Regions from separate parts of the Sus scrofa genome. Here region 1 is linked to region 2. The links are chromatin contacts, called in public HiChIP or PLAC-seq maps. All regions are on one chromosome and are shown on one strand. The core of a region is the stretch at or near the end of the contact, and the rest is flanking DNA. Distances in the headings are between cores, read along the strand shown.

Evidence for each region. HiChIP or PLAC-seq counts read pairs in DNA pulled down with a chosen protein or histone mark.
Region 1: a contact with region 2 is called in an H3K27ac HiChIP or PLAC-seq map of alveolar macrophages. The contact joins the promoter of KYAT3 here to the promoter of GBP2 in region 2. A contact is called at or near these places in 2 of 47 Hi-C or Micro-C datasets (blood and heart right ventricle) and 2 of 2 datasets of contacts at active chromatin or transcription factors (alveolar macrophages and skeletal muscle).

What each region holds. Positions count from the first base shown.
Region 1 is chr4:127,449,553-127,453,617 of Sscrofa11.1, reverse strand. It overlaps KYAT3 (kynurenine--oxoglutarate transaminase 3), which reads right to left and starts at 2,143. Exons shown (of 14, transcript XM_001929384.5): 1 at 2,062-2,143.
Region 2 is chr4:127,407,376-127,411,731 of Sscrofa11.1, reverse strand. GBP2 (guanylate binding protein 2, interferon-inducible) reads left to right here and starts at 3,003. Exons shown (of 12, transcript NM_001128474.1): 1 at 3,003-3,255.

The DNA.
Region 1 (4,065 bases), core at 894-3,393, 43 kb before region 2:
TCGAATCAGAGCTGTAGCCGCCAGCCTACGCCAGAGCCACAGCAACGCGAGATCCGAGCCACGTCTGCAACCTACACCACAGCTCACGGCAACGCCGGATCGTTAACCCACTGAGCAAGGGCAGGGATCGAACCCGCAACCTCATGGTTCCTAGTCGGATTCGTTAACCACTGCGCCACGACGGGAACTCCTATTTTTGTTTCATAGATATGTTGATTTGTGCTGCATTTTTTTAGATTCCACATATAAGAGATGTTATTCTTCTTTCTCTGATACTTTGCTTAGTATGATAATCTCTAGATCCATGTATGAAATAGACTTTTTGAGAAGCACTTAAAAAAATTTTTTTTTTCTTTGCTTTTTAGGGCCGCACCTGCAGCACATGGAGATTCCCAGGCTAGGGGTCCAATCGGAGGTACAGGTGCCAGCCCTACACCACAGCCACAGCCACGCCAAATCCGAGCTGCATCTTTGACCTACACCACAGCTCACGGCAATGCCAGATCCTCAACCCACTGAGCAAGGCCAGGTTTCGAACCTGCGTCCTCATGGATCCTAGCTGGGTTTGTTAACCGCTGCACCACGATGGGAACTCTGAGGAGTGCTTTTCTAAAGCAATGAACATTCCATGTGCATACTGACCAGTAAGCTCAATGAATAAATAAACTGGGATGGCACAGAACAGAAAAGGTGGAGGAAATCGAAAAGTATGTGGCTTTTAATTCTAAACAATATTTTCATTGTGTTTCTCATTTACCCTTAAAAACAATATTCTGTGAAGGAAATCATGAATCATGGTGATCTAATAAAACTGATTATGGCATATAGTATATCTAGGATTAACTCCGCAGTCATATACCCATGATCAAGAGAAAACTGTGCTATTATCTCTGGAGGAGATGGTTTAAAATGAAGATACAGAAGATATGTATGGCATAGCTGGGGGTGACCTGAGGCTGAGAAGGCTGATGAATTGTTGGAGGATCCAGGGCGAAAGGTGAGTAAAGCCGTCAAAAGAACTGTGAGACGTTTGAAGCTGTAGACTTCAATCCAAATGATCAGTGGATAATGACTTTGCATGTGGGAAGGAGAGGCAGAAGGAATCAGTTGATAATGTCACAAAGTCCAGGATGTTCAGGTTAACTGCAAGCTCAAGGAAGATTAAGGTGCGGTGACAGTGAAAAGAGGTAGTGCTAATTAATGCACAAACCTGGTTAAGAGTTACCACAAACAGCTTTATTTCTGCTTCATGCTCTGGACTTTAGTCCACTTCTACAGCCATGTCATCGGAGCAAGAGTGGGGAAAATCAGGTAGGTTTAGCTGGCACAAGACAAGTTAGGACACGTGCTTTTGCAAGTTTCTGAAAAGCTGTTTTGTGAAAAGGGAGTCCGGGTAACTTATTACAAATTTCGTAGAAGGCAGCAACAGGTCTGACTGGTGTTTAAGTTGCAGCAGCTGGGTCTCAGGCCCAGGGGAGCTAGGACTTTGTACAGGGGGCTGTGGAAGGAGCAGCTGCCAAGTTCCTCCCTCAGGTAGCAAAGAAGGAGCCTGCAAGACGGAAAAATTGGGTGGCAGGCGCCAAAAGCAACAAATTGGACAGCTTTCCGCTCTGATTGAGAAACTATGGGCTCCCCTAAGAGTCGTTTCTGCGGCAAGTTGACAGCTGTTTTCCTTCGCATGAAGAATCCCCACTGCTGCCAACTGGAGTGGGCGTCAGCTTCCCTCACCGTCCACGAAGTGCCCCAACTGCCAAATCCAGCGCGAAAGGGGCGGACGAGGAGGGGCCCAGGGTCCCACCCGCAGGCCAAGCACCTCGGCGCCTCCTCCGCAGCAAACTCCTCCAGGCCCGCGTGGGCCGTATGCACCGGCCGCGCGCCCCGGAGCCGGACACGAGTCCAATCCTGAGCCGAGTCCAGCCCGGCTCTTCCTCCCACCCCGCAGGCGCGGCCCCCGCGCGCACCCAGCGGCCCCCTCCCTCCCGCCTCCTCTCGCGGCCCCGCTCGCGGAGCCCAGGCGGCCACGGCCTCCCCGCACCCGTACCTTACCGACGCGCCACTCACATCCCTTCCGCGAACACCTCGCTTTCCGTGGCCCAAGTCCCGCGAGAACTGGAGAGTGCGTCGGGGCGCTCCGACGTGGGGCGGGGCCTGGCCGGGAGTCAGAGCGCGGATTGGCTGAGGGTCAGCCGGGTAGTGGGCGGGGCACCGTCGGACGGGGAAGCGACCCGGAGGAGAGGAAGAGGGAAGGGAGATGTGGCCGGGGATGGGCTGCGGGCTCGGCCCCTCCGGACCGACAGGATGGGGATGGAGGCCAGACGAGTGTGGGGCAGGATCCGGGCTGCGGGACGTGGCTCCTCCGGGTAAGGGGGGCGGGGCGGGGTCTTGAATGTGGTCCGAGATGGGGTGCGACGCTGAGGTCCGGAGCCCTAATTGGAGGTGTGTGATGGGTTGGGTTGGCCCAGTGATAGGACGCGGGCAGATTTGGAAGGAAAAGCCGGTTGTCGGGTCCCAGGGCTTAGGCGAGGGGAGGGTTGTATTTATCGAGATGTTAGCCGGTGCAGAGAGGGCAAGGCTAAGGAGAGTGTGCAGAAGGGCGCGTGGGTGTATTTATCTCCTGGGGTGGGGGTGAGAAAAAAAGCAGAGAGGAATTTACGTTCCTGAACAGTAAAAGCGGGTGTGATCAGAGGACAGAATGAAGGGGCCGTGGAACTGAGGAGGAAAATCAATGACAGTTTAAAAGGGAAGGAAAATCGGCCAAGAGAAACAGGAACACCACGAATTACTCGTTTTTGAAGGCGGTGTTAGCAAAAGGAGAGCCTTGTATTAAGCATCGAGCTTCATGCTTCAATTTTCTTCCTTTCCAATTTTAAGAAGATGGGAGGATAGAAGGAGTGGGAGGGGAGGTAGCATTGTTATTCACGTCCGGAGGAAAGGAGAGAGATAACTTTTGGTTGAACTAGGTTCGCCGAGTTTCAGAGGCGGATGGAAAATTGGCTGTGTGCAGTTGGGAATCTCACCCCTAGATCGTGAGCTACTGTCAGGGCATTCGTTTGTCAATACTCTTCAACCAAAAGGCCACCAGGAGCACAACTGCAGTCCAAAAGCTGGTTTTATAACTTTACAAAGAGGGAGAAAACACACCTTGGGAACCTTGGGTCGTTTGAATAATAGAGTGTTAGAAGAGATCCCTATTCAGGGATCCCTATTAATGGATCTTGTCTGTTATGCCCCTTCCTCGTAGTCAGAGACTGACTGATGCTGATGTCCTTTTAGATTGCGGTACTTTCCTGGAGGAGCTCCGCCATCCGTGCCTCCCAACAGTGAAGTCTTAATGGTAAGTGTTTGCTCAATTTCTGATGCCAGGTACGGTGTTTCTTTTTCTCACGTGTAACATGCATGAATTGAGAACAGAGGTGCACAGGCTTCTGGGGGAAATGGGCAGAGAGAGCGTGTGTCTCCAACCTTTAAGAGGAAGAAAAGGCCAGAGACAAGCAAATGTGTATGATGGTTTGAAATGGTGTTGAGTGCTGTGGACGAAGCCGTGAGGATGGGAGACTGCGGGTCGTTTAATTAGGAGAGTCAGAAAAGGCTTCTTTTGAGGAGGGAACAGTGGAACCCAGAACTGAATGATGAAGAGACGACTTTGCCAAAAATGATTCTGGACAGAAAAATGGCAGTTGAAAAAGCCTTGGTATGGGAGCAAACTGGGCATGCAAGGACGAAGAGGGAGACCCCTGTGTCTAAAGCACAGTCATCCAGGGCTACGCGCTTCCAGATTGGGGTGGGGGGGAAGACAGGACCAGATCATGCAGAGCCCTGAAGGCCCCAGAACTTTGATTTTATTCTGAAGCAGCCACCAGAAAATCTTCATCACATTTTAGGAAGGACACTATCGTTTCTTCGGAGAAGAGACTTGGAGGGAGGTGCGGGTAGAAGCGGGAGCATCTGTTGGGGCGTAAGAAGGAGCAGTGAGGCTCTCCGGCCTGGGGTGGGCCTGGGGTGGGCAGGGGAGGGAACAGGGCTGGGGTGGTGCGCTTCCTCACCCTCCACCATCACCTCTGGTTT
Region 2 (4,356 bases), core at 1,754-4,253:
TGGAGAAGCAGCAGTGCAGGGTGGACTCACTGCGTTTTTCTTTGTTGTGGGGAAAACACAGTCATAAATGAAGCCCCAGCTGGCTTATTTCTTCAGGTAAAGACGTCTCCCAGATTTTTGAAAAATTCAGTGTGTGTATAGGATGGGAACGGACAATGGCTCAGCTCGACAGTCAGCAGCGGGTGCGGCATCATAAAGGGAACACAAGCACCCTGATCCGTTTGCGCCAGAACCCCGGAGGCCTTCCTCCACCCCCTTCTGGTCATTACCCTCCCCCCCTTCCAGAATAACCACTTTCTGGCATTGGACATCGGCGATTGGATTTGCTCGCTTCTGAACGTCACAGAAATGGAATGAAGCAGGCAGCCTGTATGACTGGGGCCAGCTCCTTTCTCTCTAACAACCAGGAGGCTCATCTCCAGCACTGGGTCTAAGGGTAGCGTGGTCAGTTCCAAGGCTCCAAGGCACATGCCACTGGACAGACATACCACTTATCCATCTGATTTACATTCGAATAGTTTTCAGTTTGGAGGTATTAGAAGTACAGCTGAAACGGTCATTCTGCGGATGTCTCTGATAAACATGTGCATTCACTCTGATGATCCCGTACTGAGGAATGAAACGGCCCGGTCGGTGGGGTACGTAGCTTTAGCTTCACTGCATATGACGCCAAACAGTTTTCCCGAGGGGGCGACTCCGTTTTCAGTTGCCGTGTAACAAACACTCCAATCCCGCTGACTCAAAACAACAGTTCTGTTCTTCCTCACACGTTTGTGAGTTGGGTGCCTTGTTCCGCTGGACTCGCCAGGCTTCTCTCCTGGGGCCGCACTGTCCGGGTGACCAGCTGGACGTGGAGGACGTAAGATGGACACGTCCACACGTGTCGGGTCTTGGTGGGGACGCCTGGAAGCCTGGGGCCAATCTCCTTACATGCGGTTTTCATCCCTCGGTGGTCCAGCCTAATCCCTGTAGGGGCTGGGCTCCGGAAGCCAAGCCCCGTGCAGGAGGACGTCTCATCCCTGTGCCCTGTCTGCTGACGTATCCTCGTCGAGTCACATGGCCAACCCTGCACTTAATGTGGACGGGACTAGACAAGGGCATGAGCGCCCGGAGGCACCTCCTGATGCCGTCAATACCAGTAACAAACCCAGGCCAGTGCGTGTGCTCAGTGTCCTCGGGGTGTGGTCTGAGAAGCCCAGCGGCTCCACAGCCTGCCTCACAGTCGCAGTTATCAGTGCGTTGCTCACTTAAGCCGCTGTGGTGGGTGTGCACTGCAGTGTCTTCATGATGTGACGTCGTCTTTCTCTCGTCACTCATGATATTAGGCCCTGTTCTAACGTTTGTCATCACTTGGGCATCTTCTTAATGTATGAAGTGCGTGGGCATCACGTCCATTTTTCCATTGAGTATCTGTTTTTGTAGAAATTACCTATATAGTCTGTGAAAGGGTCATTTATAATTACATACGTCTTCTCATAGTCTTCATTGCCTCTTTTCTTGATGATGGTGTATTTTGACAATATATCAATTTAATATTGTCATATTTGTTCATCTTTTCTATATAGGTAGCGTATTTTGTCTCCTAGAATACTTTCCCCACTCTCTAATATGTCACAGTATTTTTCCATATTATTTTCAAGAGACTTTACGGTTTCGCCTTTTACATATAGTTCTGCAATCCTCCTTGTGTTGCTTTTTGTGAATGGCATGTGGTTGTAGTCCTTTCCTTGCTTTTCCTTATGCATAAAATTGGACCCAGGACCATTTATTTCCGAAGTCATCGTTTCTGCCTGTAACGGTGTTCAGTGATCCCTGGCCAGCCTTCCTACTCCTGCTTGGCACATACTGCCAGTATTTAACTCTAAGTCAGGATAATATTTTAAATGGGCCTCCACCATCGCTTTAGCATTAGAATTTCTTCAGCCCACACTCACCCTTCTCATTCCGCTGATTCTAATCTCCCTTTTAGTGTAACTCTCTTTTCAACTAAAGAGCAGGTTCCATTTTAGGAAAAGATTTGTTTTATTCAGACCTATGTTATATTGATATTTATTTGTGTATATATCCATATGGAAACTTAGAGGCTAGGGGTAGAATTAAAAAAAAAAGAAGAAATTTCATGGCCTTTTATTGTGTTCTAATCGGTATCCACAGAATACCTCACTCAACATTTGCGGCCTATATGATCTTCTAGAATACACAAAGAACACTTAGGAAGACATGTTTCTTACCTTCTGACTCTTTTTTCCTCACTAAACAATGGGGATAATAATTACCCATACCCGAAACCATAATTATGAGTCTTAAACTACATATGTATACTCTGGCCTAGAAAGCCACTGATAAATGAGAAACATTGTTATTATTGTTCAGTCAGCAAACATAGAGGTATTAAGTGAGGTGGTGGATAGCATGGGTTCTGGAAGAAGAGTTTTGGGGTTCAAACCTTACTCAGTACCTTGTGATTTTAACAAGTTGTGAAATCACTCTGCAATGTTGTGACAGACACACCTGTAATAAGACCAGGAGGGGACAATCTAGGTGAAGAACTTGTCACTCAGTCTGAAACAAGTGGGCCAAGAAGTGGCAGCTCTCCTCACTGTGATTTATTATTTCTTAAGCACTAAGTGCCCGTCCCGGGCTTAGGTGCTGAGAATTCCCACGTGTGTGAGCCATGGTCACTCCCCCGAGAACTCACATTCCTCACTTACTAAAACGAGTAAGTAACCAGCTGCCCTGCGAATGACTCCAACACGCTAGGCAATCGGACCCAGAAAAAAGTAAGTGTTCCTCGTCCCCATGCTTTTCAGACTGGCCCCACTCATGACATAAATAGGCTTATTTTAATTGATCCAGTGGACTTTCATTTTTACTGCAAGCAGTCTCAAAGATATCTTCCAATAGTACAGTTTAAAGATCCCAGTTGAGAAATGACTCCAGACATGCCCATTAACGTAGCTCCTGGTGGCTCCTTTGTGAGTAATTGCCGTGGACTCTGCTTTCAGTTTCATTTTGTGTCTATTTCTTTGCAGCTGTTGCCTGCTGGGTTTGATTTCCCATCATCAGGTTTCTGAAAAAAATCTGCATGCTTCCAGGACTCCAATGGAATAAAGTAAAGCCTAAACTGCCAGGGAGAGAGAAACGAGAAACCAGGGCAGCTCAGCTCAGAAGAAAAGGAAGAGGTTAAACACTATAACTTTCACATTGAAGTAGCTGTCTTTTTTTTTTTCTCACCCTGAAGGATCTCTGCTCCAGGTAAGATTAAGGCTGGGTGGGAAGAGGTTTACAAAATGCAGTAAATATTCTCTAAAATGAGCATCCCAAGACAGGCTGCAGCTGAGCCTGATCTGGCACAGGACTCTAGATGACATGCTAACGTAATCAGGCAGCAGAAGGTCTTGGAAGTGCCCGCTGCTGCAGCTCTGTGCCAGATAACGTTCCAGGAGAGGCAGAGTCTAAACCAAGAGCTTGGATTGTTGTAAGATTCTCTCTTTCTTGACACTTTTAAATATACATTTACCTTTGGTAAAAGGCACTTAATGAAGGTCAGACTCCGTTTCTTTATTGCAAACTGTTCTGATGCTAGGAAGTAGAACTCGGGGACTGTGAGAAGAGCTAACAACTTGTATTTTAGGAGCTTATAACATCCTTGTGTAGCCATTTTTTTCTGAGTCAGTCACTGATGGATTCCCACTTTATAAAAGCGTTATTTCTCATGTTATAAAATCAGACAGACCATCTGCTTTACCAACCGTCCCTGTGAGCCATTGTTTTAAAAGGCGATGGGTCCGGATCATAGAAATGAAAACCATTTGGCGGGGGTGGGGGTGGGAGTGATCATCCACTGAAGAAAGGGAAGCCAGTTAGGAGGCAAGATGCGCATCATAGTAGGTCTAAGCCCTCAGCCAGGGCAAATCGGAAGTCGTCAATGATAGTAGAAGAAAGCCTTGGTTTCTTTAGGATAAGAACAAAAACTGGCAGGCTGCAGTCTGCATTTGTTGGTATCTCAAAAAGCTAACAAATGTTTATCATGAACAGTTCAGGTTACAGAGATTGAGACATCGAAGTTCAAAAGATAACATTAAGGCATCACCAAGATTCTTTTTGCTTTTTTTTTTTTTTTTTTTTTTTTTTTTTTTTTAAGGGCCACACCTGTGGCATATGGAGGTTCCCAGGCTAGGAGTCTAACCCAAGCTGTAGCTACCGGTCTACACCACAGCCACAGCAAGGCCAGATCCTTAATCCACTGAGCAAGGCCAGGGATCGAACCAGCAACCTCATGGTTCCTAGTCAAATTTGTTTCTGCTGTGCCACGACGGGAACTCCACCTCTTTTTAACTTTACAAAATTATCAAA